Regions from separate parts of the Mus musculus genome. Here region 2 is linked to region 1. A link is a contact called in public Hi-C data. All regions are on one chromosome and are shown on one strand. Each heading gives the region's core, a stretch centred on a gene start, on an enhancer-like site or on the middle of the called end of the contact. The rest is flanking DNA. Distances are from core to core; before and after follow the strand shown. Region 1 has its middle 160 kb from the start of Gm31466. Region 2 has its middle 160 kb from the start of Gm31552.

Region 1 (4,164 bases), core at 653-3,152:
TAAGTTTAAAAAGTCTATTGAAAATCCCATTCATTTGAGAAGGGTTTCCTCCAATCCCAGAGAATGAGTTAGCATGCCAAAGCAGATCAATTAGCTAGTGCTTTACCTTGAAATGTCCCCACTACCCTGAGTTATTTCAAAGACAACTGAAACATCAGTTATTTTGGACTTAGTGTGTCCACAGCTCTTTAAAACACCAAATCATCTATCATCCTTCAAGTCCCTGTATGATAAGTAAGGATTACCTTTCATCCTTTACAGATGGAATATTTGAAATGTAAAATAGCATATCCAAGGCTAGACAGGAACTCAGCACCATGATTAAATAAAAACTCTTGAGTTTTCAACAGCCATGCCTTGGCAGAGGGGTTTATCACATTGCCATTTTATAGAGAGAGCACAGAAACCCAGGAGGGGAATCCTTAAGAATAAACTAAGAATTTTAAAGCAACTTGAAAGTCTATTTAATGCAGGCTGAAGTTCATAGGAAATCAGCTGAATTCTCGCCACTCCTACCTGTAAGTAGCTAGCTGCAGACCAGCAATTTAGGTGACTTTGAATGACCTAAACAGATTGAGTGCTGACAGGAGTGGGCAAGACAAAAGGAAGTGGCAGGGGAGTTTTACATGCTGTCATCTGTGCCTCTAAAGAACACTCAGTCGTATTAGTGTAAGCAATATGTTTACTTATGTTGGACTGCTCTCTGCACTCTACACTGAGGATAGAATGTTGTGAACCACAGCAGAAATTTATAACTTACTTAAAGAAGTTGTCCATTCAGGTAGGTCTTTCTTGTTCACAACTGTCTGACTTGGGCACTGTCAGATCCTATGGTCCTGTGAATAAGCAGTTTGTTCTCTAAACCACTGAGCCATATCTCAAGCCACTGCCCCCACTCGCCAGATGGTTTAATGGACACGACATTGTGAACACATTCTTGCAGGAGAATCTCCCTCACCTTGTGAGGGAAGCAAAGTGGTTGGAGATTGTCATCTCTCTTTTCTTGGTGATGAAACAGAAGCTCACTGGCTTCTGTGGGTTTTCTAGAGTGCACAGTTGAGGGTAGTTGAAGCTAGATTGACTGCAAGACCCCCAGTAACAAGTATATCTTGTCTATATATGTAGCCGGCTTTATACAATTCACTAATTGTCCTGTCCTTGTCTCTGAGTTACAGAAAATTCGAATCAATCAAATGATGGGGAGATCTAGCCATCACTTGGCATTATTTCAGGACCGTTTTCAATCATCACAGTCATAACTACAGCCCAACTGAGAACCAACTGGAGTCTAAGAGCAGATTGTCTCATCGTTTCTAGATTTTTGTAGAAGCTACAACAATCATGCCATCTTAGCAGTGATTAGGTCATCAGAGTTAATAAGGGTTTAGGAATAGTCACTTTGACATATTCATTCTAGTACACTGTGCCAGGAAAAAGGAGTTTTATGATGTAATAGGAAATACAGGAGAAAGAGTAATAAGTACAGCATGACTTATTGCCAAGATGCTAATAAGTGACAATTCTATAGGTACCCTGATAATATGTTATGAAATTATCTATAGTCAAACCACAGGTTATTAAGAGAAAAATCAAGAAAGAAAATAAAGCCAGTTTTGTAGGCAATGATTTTTATTATGTATAATGCTGGCAGGAAAAAAAAAAGTAATAGAAAATGCTGTAAGCAGCAGTTGTGAGAAAGAGCTGAAAAATTGTAAAGGACTTTGATCTCCTTCTGAGTTGCCCATCAAAGAAGGAAAGATCTGCCATGACCCTGTCATTCCAGGCAGATGACTGACTTATAGCTCAGGTGTGGTTTGCATGCTGAGAGCGGCTAGGGCTACAAGCAGCTTGCCAGGCTCTATATATAGGGATGACCTCACCTCTCCTGAAACATAGCAGCTGTTCACCATTTGTGCCATTTGCTGCAAAGGCTTAGTCCATAGCTAATTGAGCACTTCAGTCCTGCAGAGATAGGGGCCTGGGAAATATTTACATGAGATAGATACCTTTATCCAGATGGAAGCTGGCTAGGACAAGATAAGAATATTTATCTCAGAGGACTGTCAGTGCATCTTGACAGGAGTTAGGGGCTGCCTGGGGAGGGGGAAGGAGAGAGATGCCTGCTGCTCATTCAAGAGAAGAGGGAGAACAAGAAACATCAAAATTGTACTGCTGCTGCCTTCTCTCCAAGCAAACTAAACAGAGCCCTCCCTCTGTGAAAACAGTCTGTATTGTTATGATGTCAACTCATCAGGAAGGCTTTTAGAATTTCCCTAGCAAGATAACCACCTCCTTAACTTCTGGATTTCCTGGCCTAGAATTGATTGACAGTTATAGGATCACCAGCAATTCCATAACATTTCTTTTCCCAGGATCTAATAATCTTGCTGGAGGAAACAAGCATCTATAATATCTGGTTGGCCCGGAAGCACTTATCCTAGTTTGATTATTAATGATTTCTGTCAATAGGAAAACCCCCACTGTTCATGGGGTCTCGTTCTTCCCATCTGTAAATTTCAGATATTATCAGATTTAACTTCGGGTTTGCTTCCAGCTTTGAGGGAAAATCCATGAGTTTCATGAAAGTCACTCCCTTCTCAGAGCTTACAAGACATAAAATGCAATGGTCCAAAATAGTAAAAAGATCATTCTGATGTGATTAGTTTGGATGAATATAACATATCCTTGTTATTTTCAGTTTTGAAAATGAGCAGAAACACAGAAAATATGTGGATTGTCCACTTGAAACAAATTAGCAGACTAGTTTAAAGTAAGAGACTATATATAGTGTCACTTATGAATAGATCCGAATATGATCCAGTTACTCTTCTGATTGTGTCCTTCATTTGAGCTCAGAAAAGACATGTCAAGATGAGGAAGTATAAGTGTTGGGCCAGGAATGTATTTGGATTTAAAAATTTAGAATCAAATGTATATATAATATTTGTCCTTCAGGGTCACAGCTTCAATATGAGTAACCAATGCTGACTACACAAGACAGTGAAATCCTCATCAGGCCATTCAATTACTGTCTAGGAAAAAGGAGCAAAGTCAGGAAAGGCTCTGCAGTAACAGTTTTGAGATATTTAGGTTAAAAAACTAGGGGATGGGGCTAAAAACTAGAGTGGAGAAGAGTATAAAGAACATCCTCGGAAGGTTCGGGAAACAGGAAATGGGATGTGAGATATAGAGTCTGGAGTGCTTTGAGCCATGGGTGCAGTAGACACACACGGAAAGGGCTGCATCACCCAGATGGAGAAGTCAATGCTAGGTGTGTGAGAGATTCTTCCACTCGTTGATGGTGAAAGGTGCTAATATACACATGGAAAGCCACTGGACCAGTCAGCACGTGTGTAGGGCACGATGTTCATGCCAGCAGACGAGCATAAGAACTGGTAAAGTGGAGCTTGCTCAAACACTGGGACTCTTGGAGCTCTGAAATGGTAGGAGTGGAATATTCCCTCCCTGCCTCTAATGCCTGCTCTGGAGCAGGTAACCATGACACTCAACCAAGATGACCACAGGCACTCAGTCACATAGCATAGCATAGGACATGGAAAGCTTCTCAATACAAATGAGGTATCTCAGTAGCCTTAGCCTTCAGCTAATGACCTTCCATTCCTGGATATTCTCATGCCCTTTCTCAAAATTATATAATTCTTGGTTCATCATGAATAAAGTCTGTGCATCCAAATCCACGCCAAATAAAGCAATATGAACAAGCAAAGATTGTCTCCGAGAGCTGCTTTATTAGAGATCCCGACAGGGAAGGCCTTCACCTAAAAGAGGCCTTCACTGCAACACTAAGACTCCCAAAGAAGGCTTTCTCTCTTGTCCCACCCCTCCATCCCTCATTTCTAACTTGGTCTGGATCCTCCGCATACTGGACTTAGCTTTCCTCCTTCCAGCCTGGCATGCAGCCATATATGACACACCAAGAAGAAACCTGGACACGTGGACTGGGACCCCTCTGGGACTTTGCCCAGTCTTCTCAGAGCTGGTGTACCTGTGGCATCCAGGTTCCCCAACAGAGGAGAGGCCAAATTTAGGGCCAGAGGCATGCATAGCACATTTCTGTTTTACCTCTTCAATATTCTTTTTAAGAATCTGTAAATTCACCAGGCAGTGGTGGCGCACACCTTTAATTCCAGCATTTGGGAGGGA
Region 2 (4,228 bases), core at 1,191-3,690, 320 kb before region 1:
TTTAGGTGAGGGTTCTGTAATAAGACTAGGAAATCAGGAATTGAAGGGAGCTAGAAGAGACAAAGGGGTACAGAGAGTTTGTTATATGATTTACAGTTTTAATTATTGTGAAAAATACCATTATAACATTATTAATGTTACTTATCATTTTTCAAAATTATAAATTAAGGTGAAACAATTCACTTCCTTCTTAACTGTGCTTTCATATGACAGCAAAGGGTGTCCTACATATCTGTCTTTGTCCCTTTGAATAACAGTGACTTTCACAAAAGTTATTCATGACATTCATTGGGAGCTCATGAATGAGAAAAAGCAGGTTCCTAAGACTTGATTTTCTCTGCTAGACACCAAAACATTCCTATCTATGCTAGTTTTCAAATCTAGGTTTCTGCCATGGCTCAAGTCTAGCAATTTTCCTACAGTCTGCCATATCTATGTGTTACCATGAGCTGAGGATAAGAAATATTGGCATTCAGAGGTTCTCCCCATACAGTAACCACACACCTGTAACAGGGCATAGAAGAGTCCACCCACTCTCAGAATGTGCTAATCGGTATCTGAGGCGAATATTCCAGTTTGCTAGCTGAAACATAAAGAGGAGGCTGGGACTTACCATGTTGCTCATGTCTTCTGGGCCTGTCTGTTTGCCTTGATAGTTGACTCTTCCATTTCTATTCTATTTGCACATTCTGAGCACGTAGAACATTTCAGAACACCAAACACAGAACCTCATTTAGTTACCAGACACTAGTCCCTACTTCTTAATTCTAATTTCTTTGGTGAGAGACATTGATTCTAATCCCATACCAAATTCACCACTGACACCATTTTCTGAAGGGCCCCTTTTCCAAGTTATAGTAGTTCTCTGTCCATCTTGATTAGAATATTAAGCCATCTCATTGTACCTGGCCATTCACACAGTAGCACCATGATTTCAATATCATATGAAGGGAAAGGGAATTTCAGAAAGTGGGTCTTCATTAAAATTTACAGTCAACTTAACCCAGTAAATAAACACTATTCCTGGCAATTTTTAAGAGTCAAGGGATAGGGACCTGGGACCCAGAAGGACTTTACATTTGGGTTAAAGGTGAGACCACAGTTTTGGAGATTCACACTTCACTTCCATGTTTGTCTTGCCTGTGCCACAAATGCAGGAAGCTTATCAAGGCGGAAACCTGCTTCCTTTCTTCCCTTGCAGGGCCAAATAGATGTGACCTGACCCAAAAGAGCACTGATAAAAAAACATTCCTGATGCAGAGAGACAGACAGCCCAGAGTGGAATGCAGGCTTTACTACTTTGTTCTTTACTGGAGTTTTAGTAATTTAATTGTCAAATAGTTGCTGTGATAATGTGATACCTAGGAAGTTCAGCAGGTCTTTTGTTCTGGTCACTGTACCTAGTAGGTGGCACAAAGAATGTGTTCAGTCAGTGTCTGAGGCTGCAAGCAATGGAACTGGGCAAATGTCTGAAGAACAAAAGACTCTCATTATTTGCAGACGAATGGTCCTGCAGAATTTGTGTGTCCTGGCCCCCTTCCAGACTTTAGATTGGGCTCTCTTTGGTCCTGCTAAAGCTAGGTACACAACAATTCTAAGAGTGGAGATTAGCATGGGGACTGCAGAGCCAGGTTTTGCACAGGCTCATTGTCTCTTTCAAATGATGACTGCAACATTTTTGTTAAGTTCTTAAAGCTCAGACATAATTATTCTTGAGGTATAAGCCAACATAATGGTTATAATTAATACATAGCCAATTAAAAGCTATCTATCTATTAAAAGCCATAGATAGCTTTTTTAGCCCTCTTATCTTTTTTCTCCTCCCACTTTCTTCTGCCCATGTCAGGAGTCCTGGAAAGACCTAGGCACCATGGTGCAAAATTCTACTTAAGTATCACTCCTGGAATTACCTGGCTTTTGTGCCCTTGCACATAGCAGTTCTAATGTATCACCCAGAATGTTTCCCTTCATGTTTATTTCTCTGAAGCTCTAATAAGCAATCCTGTGTGACATCCCCTGTAGTGCGGTTGCCAGGCAGCAGTAAGAGAGCTGCAGGCAGGAGGCAGGAGATCTGGAAGAAGAAAAGAAGAGGGATGCCAGGAGGAGGAGGGGAGCAGGACTTAGGGAGTTGGGGGATGGGCTCAGGAAACTGCTGATCTAGAATTCTATCTCCTTGTCAGCTTTCATGTTCCCAGCACATAATGAGGCAATAAACTGAAGCTTAGTGGGGAAACAGAAATGGAGAAGAAACAGTGGGATGTTGTCCTTAAATGAGGTGTCAGTGATGTTTCTTATTTTGTGAAGGGGAGGATTCAGAAAGCTTTTACTTTTCCTCTCGAACTTCGGTCCTTGGCAAATGTAGCTTTTCACTTCTAAAAGGGCACAAGCTCTCCCTGGGCTGGCTTTGCTCCAAATCAGCACTGATTAGCACATAAAATCTCCCAGACCTTCCAGCATTGCACCTGGGGAACAGCCAAGTGATTCACAAATAATTGGAAAGGTTCTATACCTCCCAGCTGTCAAGTATGGAAGAGGAAAGCACAGAGAAATAGACCCACATGGCTCTTTTAGTAATAGAATTGGGAGGAGGCTCCATGGGCAAGTCATTCAAGGTGATTCCAGAAGGCAGCCTTCTCACTCTGATTTTTCTTTAGCATTCAAAATTAGGAGCCACTGTTAAACCTCTTCAACACTTCATCTCAACTTGGAAAGAATCTTGCTCTAATGAGATTGAACTGGCATCCTAGCAAAATGGACTGGCATAAATGGCACACGGGTCCCTTTGTGCCTGCCTGGATATTCCCCAGCCCAGTACATCTTGCCTTTTGCCAGCCTCCCAAGCTGTCTAGGACTAGGTTAAACACTCTCAAGTGGTAACACACAATGATTTTTATTTAGATGCTTGATTATTCTCGTTAATCAAATAGAACATGAACAGAAGGTTTGCACAAAATGAACAGTGCATTTACAGAAAACTTTGTGTATAGATGCATATTCACAGGCCCTGAAGTTTCTAGTTACTCTTCTCAAAAGTTGCATACCCAATATCTGGAAGAAAAACATGGGGCAAAACTTGCTAAGTGGCAAGATGATCAGAAAGAACTCAACCTTGGATAGTAATTACTACATTTCTATTTCAGTGTAGAAATGGAAGTCAAGGTAGAATTGGAGGGCCAGCTATGGCAAAGTGCTGCACGGCAGATGATGTTGCTGCCTCCGCACCTTCAGACTTGTTTCTCCTTTATAGTAGCCTGGATTCAAAATCCAAACTGAGCTCATGGAGGACTCAATCAAGGAGAGTTTGTGATTTTTCTGAACATCCTGGGATGAAGAATAAGTGTCAGAAGAATGGTTTTCTTTTGCATACACCACAGAAAGATATATGAAGAAATATGGGGTCAGCATATGGCTTAATCTATAAAGTTATTACCACTAAATTATGAAAGCCTGGCTTTGATTCCCAGGGCCCACATCAAAAAGAGCCCGGATACAATGATGCTGCTACAAACCCAGGCACTGAGAAACAGACACAAATGGATCACTGAGACTTATTGGTTAGCTAGCCCAGCTGAACTGGAGAGTTTCAGGATCCTTCTTCAAAATACAATGTGAAGAACTAACAACTCAGGAACACTTCTGAGGTTGATCTCTTACCTCCACACACATGTTCAGATTCATGAACACACACTCACACACACACACACACACACACACACACACACACACACACACACCATGAAGAATGGGTACTGTTGATATTCTGTCTAAACTCCACAGCAGCAGCCAGGTATGCTCCTCCCCACAATTACCTGGCAACAGCCAGGTAGGTTTGGCCCACTATAAAAGGGGCTGTTTGCCCCCTCCTCTCTCTCTCCTGCTCTCTTGCCTCTTGCTCCCCCTCTCTACCCATTCCCTTTCCCCCTCTCTCCATGTGGCCATGGCCAGCCTCTATGTCTCTATTCTCTCCCTCTCTATACCTCTTTTTGCCTCTGCTACCCTCTTAAATCCCCTCCCCATTCCATAAATAAATTCTAATCTGTACTATACTGTCCGGTGGTTGGTCTTTCAAGGGGTCGCTGAGGCACCCCTTCCCCCACACCCTGTCAGAACATATTCATATAGCACTTTCTCTTTTTATGATCACAACGGGTACAGCAGGGATTAATCAAATAGAAGTTTCTGTATGTAAGAAAGCAAGCCTCATCTGTTCACAGAAACTAGGGCAAGG

The links. Hi-C and Micro-C count contacts between places; a contact is called where the count stands out from the background.
Region 2: a contact with region 1 is called in a Hi-C map of cerebellar granule neurons, with 3 times the contacts expected there. The contact joins two enhancer-like sites. A contact is called at or near these places in 5 of 484 Hi-C or Micro-C datasets (cerebellar granule neurons, cerebellum, cerebral cortex and 2 more).

What each region holds. Positions count from the first base shown.
Region 1 is chr3:20,659,804-20,663,967 of GRCm38.p6, reverse strand. No RefSeq gene overlaps it. Among named protein-coding and RNA genes, the nearest start is that of Gm31466, 160 kb to the right of the region's middle. Within about 2 kb of position 1,902, at least 34 of the 459 cell types and tissues checked have an H3K27ac peak or open chromatin away from gene starts, as enhancers often do. A contact at or near this core is called in cerebellar granule neurons, cerebellum and forebrain, where this site is marked.
Region 2 is chr3:20,984,428-20,988,655 of GRCm38.p6, reverse strand. No RefSeq gene overlaps it. Among named protein-coding and RNA genes, the nearest start is that of Gm31552, 160 kb to the right of the region's middle. Within about 2 kb of position 2,440, at least 38 of the 459 cell types and tissues checked have an H3K27ac peak or open chromatin away from gene starts, as enhancers often do. A contact at or near this core is called in cerebellar granule neurons, cerebellum and forebrain, where this site is marked.